3 separate regions of the Mus musculus genome follow, and regions 1 and 2 are each linked to region 3. The links are chromatin contacts, called in public HiCAR-type and promoter capture Hi-C maps. All regions are on one chromosome and are shown on one strand. Each heading gives the region's core, a stretch centred on a gene start, on an enhancer-like site or on the middle of the called end of the contact. The rest is flanking DNA. Distances are from core to core; before and after follow the strand shown. Region 1 has its middle 75 kb from the start of Gm40658. Region 2 has its middle 100 kb from the start of Gm40658. Region 3 holds the start of Klf6 (Kruppel-like factor 6).

Evidence for each region. Promoter capture Hi-C pulls out the DNA fragments that hold promoters and counts their contacts. HiCAR-type assays count read pairs that join an accessible place to other places.
Region 1: a promoter capture Hi-C map of embryonic stem cells shows a contact between it and region 3, with 5 times the contacts expected there. The contact joins the enhancer-like site here to the promoter of Klf6 in region 3. A contact is called at or near these places in 11 of 39 promoter capture datasets (the 3T3-L1 cell line, cranial neural crest, embryonic stem cells and 6 more), 3 of 484 Hi-C or Micro-C datasets (the 3T3-L1 cell line, bone marrow-derived macrophages and embryonic stem cells) and 8 of 115 datasets of contacts at active chromatin or transcription factors (SST interneurons, acute myeloid leukemia, bone marrow-derived dendritic cells and 5 more).
Region 2: a HiCAR-type map of embryonic stem cells shows a contact between it and region 3, with 5 times the contacts expected there. The contact joins the enhancer-like site here to the promoter of Klf6 in region 3. A contact is called at or near these places in 4 of 39 promoter capture datasets (embryonic stem cells, hippocampal neurons and stem cell-derived epiblast-like cells), 7 of 115 datasets of contacts at active chromatin or transcription factors (embryonic fibroblasts, embryonic stem cells, epiblast stem cells and 1 more) and 1 of 9 other capture datasets (embryonic stem cells).

Annotation. Positions count from the first base shown.
Region 1 is chr13:4,799,412-4,802,111 of GRCm38.p6, forward strand. No RefSeq gene overlaps it. Among named protein-coding and RNA genes, the nearest start is that of Gm40658, 75 kb to the left of the region's middle. Within about 2 kb of position 1,445, at least 7 of the 459 cell types and tissues checked have an H3K27ac peak or open chromatin away from gene starts, as enhancers often do. A contact at or near this core is called in differentiating embryonic stem cells and embryonic stem cells, where this site is marked.
Region 2 is chr13:4,824,696-4,827,395 of GRCm38.p6, forward strand. No RefSeq gene overlaps it. Among named protein-coding and RNA genes, the nearest start is that of Gm40658, 100 kb to the left of the region's middle. Within about 2 kb of position 1,261, at least 12 of the 459 cell types and tissues checked have an H3K27ac peak or open chromatin away from gene starts, as enhancers often do. A contact at or near this core is called in embryonic stem cells, epiblast stem cells and stem cell-derived epiblast-like cells, where this site is marked.
Region 3 is chr13:5,860,216-5,862,915 of GRCm38.p6, forward strand. Klf6 (Kruppel-like factor 6) reads left to right here and starts at 1,274. Exons shown (of 4, transcript NM_011803.2): 1 at 1,274-1,627. The coding sequence starts at 1,424.

The sequences.
Region 1 (2,700 bases), core at 195-2,694, 1.1 Mb before region 3:
AGAAAGCTTGAAAAATTATTAATAGTTACACGTGTATAATTTATCTAGTTATTAACTCAGAAATAGGAGCATTTATTTGCAACAATGTATTAAGTATAAGTCCTCAAGAATTAACATTATGTGGAAACAAGTAGTAACTGAGGACACTAATAGCAAAGAATTTTTTATATGTTGATATGCAAAATTTCTAAGAATATTAAAATATTATCTTAAACCATAACTGTTTTGAATATATAAAGAACAAGATTATATATCCAATCTATCTCATATGTAGGACCTATAGACTGCCTGAGATATAAATCCAGCATGGCATTGCTTTAATTTAAGATGTCCAGGCAATCCAGAACAATTTATTAAATGTTCAAAAACAGCCTTCTTAAAAGGACAGCATTTTTTCTTATGAGTTGTATATGCATAAGCAATTGCATATTTGAGAATTAATAACATCCGAAGGACAAACAATCTTAAGCAATTGTGAGCTCTGAGATATAATATGGACTATTAATATACAAATTAAGGTTTGATTGTTCAGCATTTTAAAACACCATCCACAGCACACAACTTAATTATCTGTGCTGAAGCAGGGGGGCGCTCAAAAGAATTTAAACATGTGATCTAATTCACATCCACTTATTTCCCATAGAGGGGTTGTTTTTAAACACAATAATTGAGAGGCATGAATGCATGAATTTGTAGAAGATACAGAAGCATGCATAAAAACAATTTTTTTACTTATCTTAGGGATATTGATTGTCAATTTTATTTAAAATCATTGTATGCAATAGATCAATTATTAATATTCTGTAATAACCAAATTAATTGCTGTTTGGAACAAGGAACAAACACTTTGTCAGGTTCCTAAGACACAATTTTTGTTATAGGTTTTCCAAGATACACAAATACATCTTACAATTCTTTATTAGCACCACAGTAGTTTTAATAGGATGCTGAAACTGTGCTTTGAGGTGAGTGCCACCTCAGCCCCACCCACCTGCCTTGTCTCGGCTCTGCTGTCCTGGGCCCCACACCCATTGGACACCTGGGTGGGGGGCCATTTGCCCTCCTCCTTCCCAGCCCACCTGAGCCAAACCTCGGCTGCTTGCCACCATGGCATGCGGAGCCACTCTGAAAAGTACTCTGGATTTCAACCCATTGCTGAGCCCCACTTCTCCCAAGTGGAGGTGGTGCGTGCCTTTACAGGCGCCGCCTTCAGCAACCACCGCTGCTGCCACCTCGGCCTTTCTCTGAGGCTAGGAAACCCAAGCGAGGGTGCCGGAGCACCCCAAGTCTTAGTGAGAAAAAATATGGCTACCCCGGCGGGGACAGGCGGAGGCTCATGGGGCAATGGCGAGCAAGTCCCTCCCTTGAGTTTGCTACAAAGCTGCCCGCTTTTTGGCAGTCTATCGCGTCACCACGTTCAGGGAAAGCTGCACGCCCAAAGGCCCCGCCCCGCAGCCTGCTGGCCAGGAGCCAAAGAATTCAGAAAATTAAGGGAGTAGGGAGTCACAGCAGGCAAAGTACCTAGAAGTTACGTGACAGGAAACAAAGGAATGACTTCAAAAGGATTAACAGGAACCAGATAAATGTTTACAGTATGGATAAACCAGCTCTGTTTAGGGTCAGCTTAATGACAGCTAAGGTTTTAAGTAAACTTCTCTTGAGAGGCATTAGCTAATAAAATACTTTTCACTTAGAAAGCAATATACACTGAAAGATTCAAACTCTTGGCTTCTTGTGTAGAAGCAGAAATGATAAAAATTTCTTACATAATGTAGACCTACCTAGAGGCAAAATTTTCCAGTAATTACAAACTCACTAGAAGCAAACCCTTTACAATTATTAAGGTGCAAAGGAAAAAACAAACTTTTAGTTCTATAATAACTATATAAAAAGTAGGCAAGCCAGATTGCAATGCCTTTATAAATTCTACAGTCTGATTGACCCTATATAAACTTTAAATTTGAACTTTATTAAAACAGCATCTGGCTAGATCTGCAAAGATGCTCTTTTAGCTAAAAGAAAATTCCCCTGGAGGCAAAGAGAGGCAAGGAGAACTTCTTTAGGCACAGTTTGCAAGATAAAAGAAAGTCACACAAACCTCGCTGAGGCTGCTCTGAGCTTAGTTCTTCCTGCCATGAGGACAGGTTTTAGAATTACTAAGTTTCCTTTGCAATATTAGACCATAACTACTACCTTGGGAAAGCAAAACCCAATTTCAAAACCGTTATTATCTTTAGAATCAATATTAGAAGCATTAGTATCATATTACGAAGTTTGGCTGCCAATTTATACCTATGAATACATGACAGTGCACGCTTTAATGATTCATTAAAGAGACATTGTTTTAAATCTTATCTTTAAATTTACTTTCTAGGATAAGAATCACATTAAATATTATCTCAGCTAGAAGTATCTTAGGAGGTCCAGTTTTTTTTTTTTGCCTGCTTATGCCATGTGTTTGAAAAACTCCTTAGTAGCCAATTTAAGGCTAACCTTCTGTTACCAATGTAACGATTATTTAATCTTAACCAATAACTTATGAGCTGATTGTGAAGACATGCAGAGCATATTACCAGCAAAAAAACCGTATGTATGAAGCAGCTACACTTAGACCAATCAGAGAATATTAATTTTTCTAGCTATAATTATAAAATAAAAAGCACTTTGTCATTAGCTAAACGCAATAATCACGATTGCAGA
Region 2 (2,700 bases), core at 11-2,510, 1.0 Mb before region 3:
GCAAATCGGTTTTGTCAAGCAGATAATTGTGAAGTGTTTATAGGCTTATACAGAGTGTGCTATTGTTAATCTTATTACATTTAATGTCCTCCTATTTCCTATCAACCCACCAGTGTCCAAATAGCGATTTTAGAATTGTTTGATGGAAGCCCACCAAAGAACACAATTTCCAAAATTTAAATTTCATTTTCTTTAGAGGAAAACACATGGTAGAAACAATAAAATGTCATATATATAGATACTTTAGGGTAACATATTTTAAAACTTCCCTTTAGAAATAACAACAATGAATAAATTTGTTGTTTCACATCCATAATTAAATGACAACTAATGACAATTGATCACAAGTATAAATGAAACTAAGTCACAGAAATAAACTTGAAAATCATTATGAAGAGCTGTTTAATTTTATTTTAGACAGAAAAGGCTGTGATTTAAAAATCTCAACTCAAGATGCTAATGTTAGGAACCCAAAAAGTTGTCTGAACCTGCAAATATTTTCTTCTTCCAGCTTCCTCTAAGAATCAGTGTTCTATTTTAATTAATTACAAAGTCAGTTTTTCTAGCACTGTAGATATACCTTAATGGGCAAAAGTGCTTAACATGAAATCAAGAATATCTGAGTTCAAATCCTAGCCCCATATAAAAGTCAGGCGTGTGTGTGTGTGTGTGTGTGTGTGTGTGTGTGTGTAACTAAAACTTTGCATGAAAGCTGGGAAAGTCAGGGTGGTTAGAGACAGTTAGAACTTGTGGGTTAACCAGCTGAGGCAAAATGATGATCTTTGGGATTAATGAGAGATCCTGACTAAAAAATTAAGAGGGAGAGAAAGATATGTCCTGCAGACCCTCTTCGGTACCTTGTCTGTGTAGAACAGGGTCTCTGGTTGCAGATGGGCAAGGAGTCGGCAAAAATGACAGACAAATTCAACACTTGAGGTTGTGTAGAATCTGAATGTAATTTGTCAAGACGAGCATCGAACTTTTTATACAGAAGTATAACAAGAAACCAGGCAAGATACATCCACCAAGTTACAGTGACACAATACAAAAGGAATGTATACATCAAAAGAAGGCGGGGACCAAGCTCTGGCCACTAAGAAGGGAGCCAGGTGTAAAGCTAGTCTATTGTTAAGCCCACCACCAGGGGTTCTTAGTAAATGCCTGATTTATGCTGTTTCTTTGGGTCAAGTGAAGAAACCTGTCTCAGGGGGTTCCCCTAACTCTTTCATGATGAACCCACCTGTTCACTAGGCCATTGTGAATTCCTTTTTCTGGGTAAGACTGGCTATTGTCTCAAGTAAACCCTCTGCAGACCAGCCTTGAGCTATTCTGGCCCTGTTCTTTGTAATGCCTAATTAGTTTCACTGTCTCTACTAGAAGTAAATTTGAATGTTACTGAATAGGTAACCTTCTCACTGAATTCCCACTGAATTCCCAGTTTGTTGGCTTCAAGGATTTTCTAGGACATTAGAACACTGGCAAAGGCTTAGCTATGTCAGAATTCAATCTTAAAAGGCACTTATAATAAAATAATACTAAAAGAGAGCATGTGGATCCTTACACCAGACTAACGCGGGGATAGGGTATGAGTATACGGGTTATGAGAACGCCAAAGCTCCAGGAGGTGAGTTTCCATGAAACTCTTTGCCTTGTGAGTGCTCCCAGGCCTCTTGGCCTGCCAAGCAAACTTCTCTGGAGTGTGTGTAGCAGATGTTTGCATATACCACAAACATACATATTAAAAAATAATTAATGTCGGGTTGGTGAGATGGCTCAGCAGTTAAGAGCACTGACTGCTCTTCTAAAGGTCCTGAGTTCAAATTCCAGCAACCACGTGGTGGCTCATGACCATCTCCACAGCTACTGTGTACTTATATACATAAAATAAATAAATAAATCTTTAAAAATGTTTACTAAAAGCTCCTGAAATATGATTTTAGTTTGAAATAACAAATTGTAATAAGTATTAACCTTATGATTCAATCTAAACTCATGGCCCCTTGTCAGTGGGCACAGGGATAACAAACATGAGTTATCATCCTGTTTATTTGCTTATGATGTGCCTTTAGCACCTCAAATTCAGACTCCCATGCTTGTTCAAGTAAACTATGGTGCTACCTCTCCAGCCAGTGACTCAGTTCTGAGTGTGCGATTTTGGGAGCAGTTGGAAGAGATACTGAGTGAGGGCAGGGTGACACAATAGTCATGATCACAAAGAAATTAGAAATAGAATGACAAATTGTTAACAGCTGCTGTTAAATTCCATGCAAAGCAGGGTAGATATGACTCCATATCGTGTTTGGAAATTTTGGATGTGTAAATGACTGTTACTGCTTGATTCATCACTGGAGAATGACCTAAACGGAGAGGTGGTATTCACTTATTATTTTTCTCTTATGTGATACAGGGTGGAGGTTGGCTGTATTGAGAACTGGCTATGACTGGGTTATTCATAGAGACTGTTGAAACATCCATCAAGACACCAGATCTTTAAACTTAAATTCACCTCCATCAACCAGAAAACATTTCAAACACCCTTAGTTTGTAGTAACTGGGCTGATTTCTCAGCAAAGGAATGGCATTGACAACTACAGTAAGCTCCTGGGGTTGGCAGACTGTTTTTATTTTTTAAAGTAGTGAAAGCAAAGGGAGTCTGTGATGCTCTAAAATTGAAGGCACATGATGCCTGACTTTGGATTC
Region 3 (2,700 bases), core at 24-2,523:
ACTTGACAACTTTTAAAAGGATACTATTCATTAAAAATTATATTCGAAGTTGTTATAATTGGATTTTTATTCAAAAATTTTAGTCGCTCGTTTTTTTTTTTTTTTTTTTTAGATATCATGGTGTGCTTTGGTAGATAATTTGTATGAAAAAAATTGTCATCTTCAACCTAATTTGAATTGTTTACACATCCATGGGAAAGCCTGTTAACCTTGGTGAGACATCTCCGAGACTGCCTTCTACGAGATAAACAGATTTAAACCCCATTAGCAGCAAAATCTGCATCTTCTTTGAATTAAAACTGTGCAACAAGAAAAAGGGGAGTTTTAAGCTGTGAATGTCCAGGTCTCCAAGTACAGTGTGGCCATGGCGCCAGGTCACGGATGCGATCTTAAAAGCTGCATTTTCAACTTTTGAGTGGGTAAAATTCATTCCTGAGAACTGAGTGTTTTTGACACACTGGTCAGGTAGGGGGCTTTTGAGATGCTCTACCGTTTCCCCCTCTCTGCCTGCGTAAGAAGTGGGGGTATTTTGGTCTCAGGCTCCTGTCATCCTCCGTCCTAGACAGAAACTACCACACAGTGACTCTGGAGTACCAAGTCCCCCTGCTGTTCGGTCTTATTGTCCCATCGCCACAGGGAAACCTGCGGGCACGTTTGCGCCCACCCCGGGGCACCTCTGCATCTCTGAGTATGGAGGGGACTCCGAACAAAGAGAGAAATCAAGGGACCAAGGAGAATGGAGGGTCAGGGAAGGATCCGGGAACACGGGAACCCAGCGGGAGGAAATGAGGGGGATCGGGAATATGTCTGCTATCTTTGGTCTTTTTGGGGGGTGCCGGTCCGTGTGACCGGATCAGAAGGTGCAACCGGGCAGCCGGGCGGCGGGGACAGGTGCCCGGTTGCCCGGCTAGGCTCCCCCAGCTCCGGCCGCTCCGGCCGCACTTCTGCAACGTTGGGCTGTACACCTCCCAGCGCCGACTCCTTCGGTGCGCCGTAGCCCTCGCCTTATATACCCTGCTAAAAATAGCCTGTGAGACGTCTTTCCAATCAGCGCAGGCCGAGTTCGAATTGCACCAATAAGGAGGCCTTTAATGAAGAGGCTCGGTCACGCCAGGCGGGGCCGCTGTGTGTCCGCACCGGCGATTGGTGCGAGCTGACATCATCGTCGCGCAGCCCCGGGTACAGGAGCGGCAGGATTGGGTACCGTGGGGGGCGGAGCTCCAAGCTGGTCACGTGGGGGGAGAAGGGGGGAGCCAAGCGGGGGAGGAGGGGGGAGGCTGGCAGCGGAGCTTTGAATAGGGAAGTTTTGCAGGGGTTACGCTTGCAGTCAGTCCGCTGTTTGCAAATATTGCGTGGGCTCGGCGCGCTGCGGGCTGCGGGAGGGTCCGGACCCGGCGTCCGATTGCAGCGCCATCCAGTTTGCATGAAACTTTCACCTGCGCTCCCGGGAACAGTTTCTGCTCGGACTCCTGATCGTTCACCTCCCTGTTTTCCCGACAGCGAGGACTGTCTTTTCCAACCCGACATGGATGTGCTCCCAATGTGTAGCATCTTCCAGGAACTACAGATTGTGCACGAAACGGGCTACTTCTCGGCTCTGCCGTCCCTGGAGGAATATTGGCAACAGGTAAATACGGATTTTTTTTTTTTTTTCACCTGCCCGGTACGCCGAGGAGGGAGTCGCGCGGAGGAGCAGGCAAGATGGTGTGTGCTTGGAAGTGCATCTTTTTAATGATGATTAGCATTTGCCTAATTAAAAATATAAAGTAATGATCTTAAGATGTCCTTCTGCTGCCTGGAATGATGAAGGCACTGTAGAGCGAGCCTTCGGGAGCGAGGAGTAGAGTTGTCATTTGTGTGAAGGCGAGCTCTCCTTCCCACTACGTTTTTATTTCTTCATTTTTTTTTCGTGTTTTGCTAATTCCGAGCTTACGAGCAGCATACACCTGGGGGGGGGGACCCCAAATTATTCTGACCGATCCAGACCTGAGCCCTTGGCACAAGTTTGGGGTTTGTACCAGCTCCAAACTCCACAGCTGGACCCTGTCATACGAACGAGCTTGCCTTGACTACCAAAAGATTTGATTTAAGGATTTTGGTTTTGTTTTGATATTTGTATGTCCCAAATTTAAAAGTCTTAACATTTTGCTTGCGGAACGCAGTAGTTCTTTTTGAATTCAAGGCCATTTGCAGTTTCTTTTCCGTCTGGATAATTTCTTATCATTCACGTATGCCTGCCTTGTTTTTCTTACCTGCTTTTCTTGTTGACTGCGCGGCGGGTGTGTGTGTGTGGGGGTGCTGTTTGCACACAAGTGACTTGTCAGTCATATGACAATGAGTCCATTCCTAGTTGCTTCGGGTCTTACTTTGGGCAAGAAAAATCTCTAATTCCGGCATTTTAGTGGAACTAGAATTTGGGGCAACCGGAATAAAAGAAACACCCCCTACCCCTTCTAAGTCATAGGATTCTGTGAGTGGCAAAAATATTCTCAAACACTTTCACCATTGTCTTTAAAAACGATGATTCTGTGGCCGTCTCTCTACCCTTCTGGGTATTTTTTTTCCTCCAAGTGAATTAGCAGATCAAATAAATTCCGTCGGTTTCACAACCTCCCAGGCTTTAAAACCCAGGAAAAGCGAAGTGTTGGCTGAAACCTCCCCATGCCGGCTTAATTGTTCACAATCCTCTCTGCCTTTCTC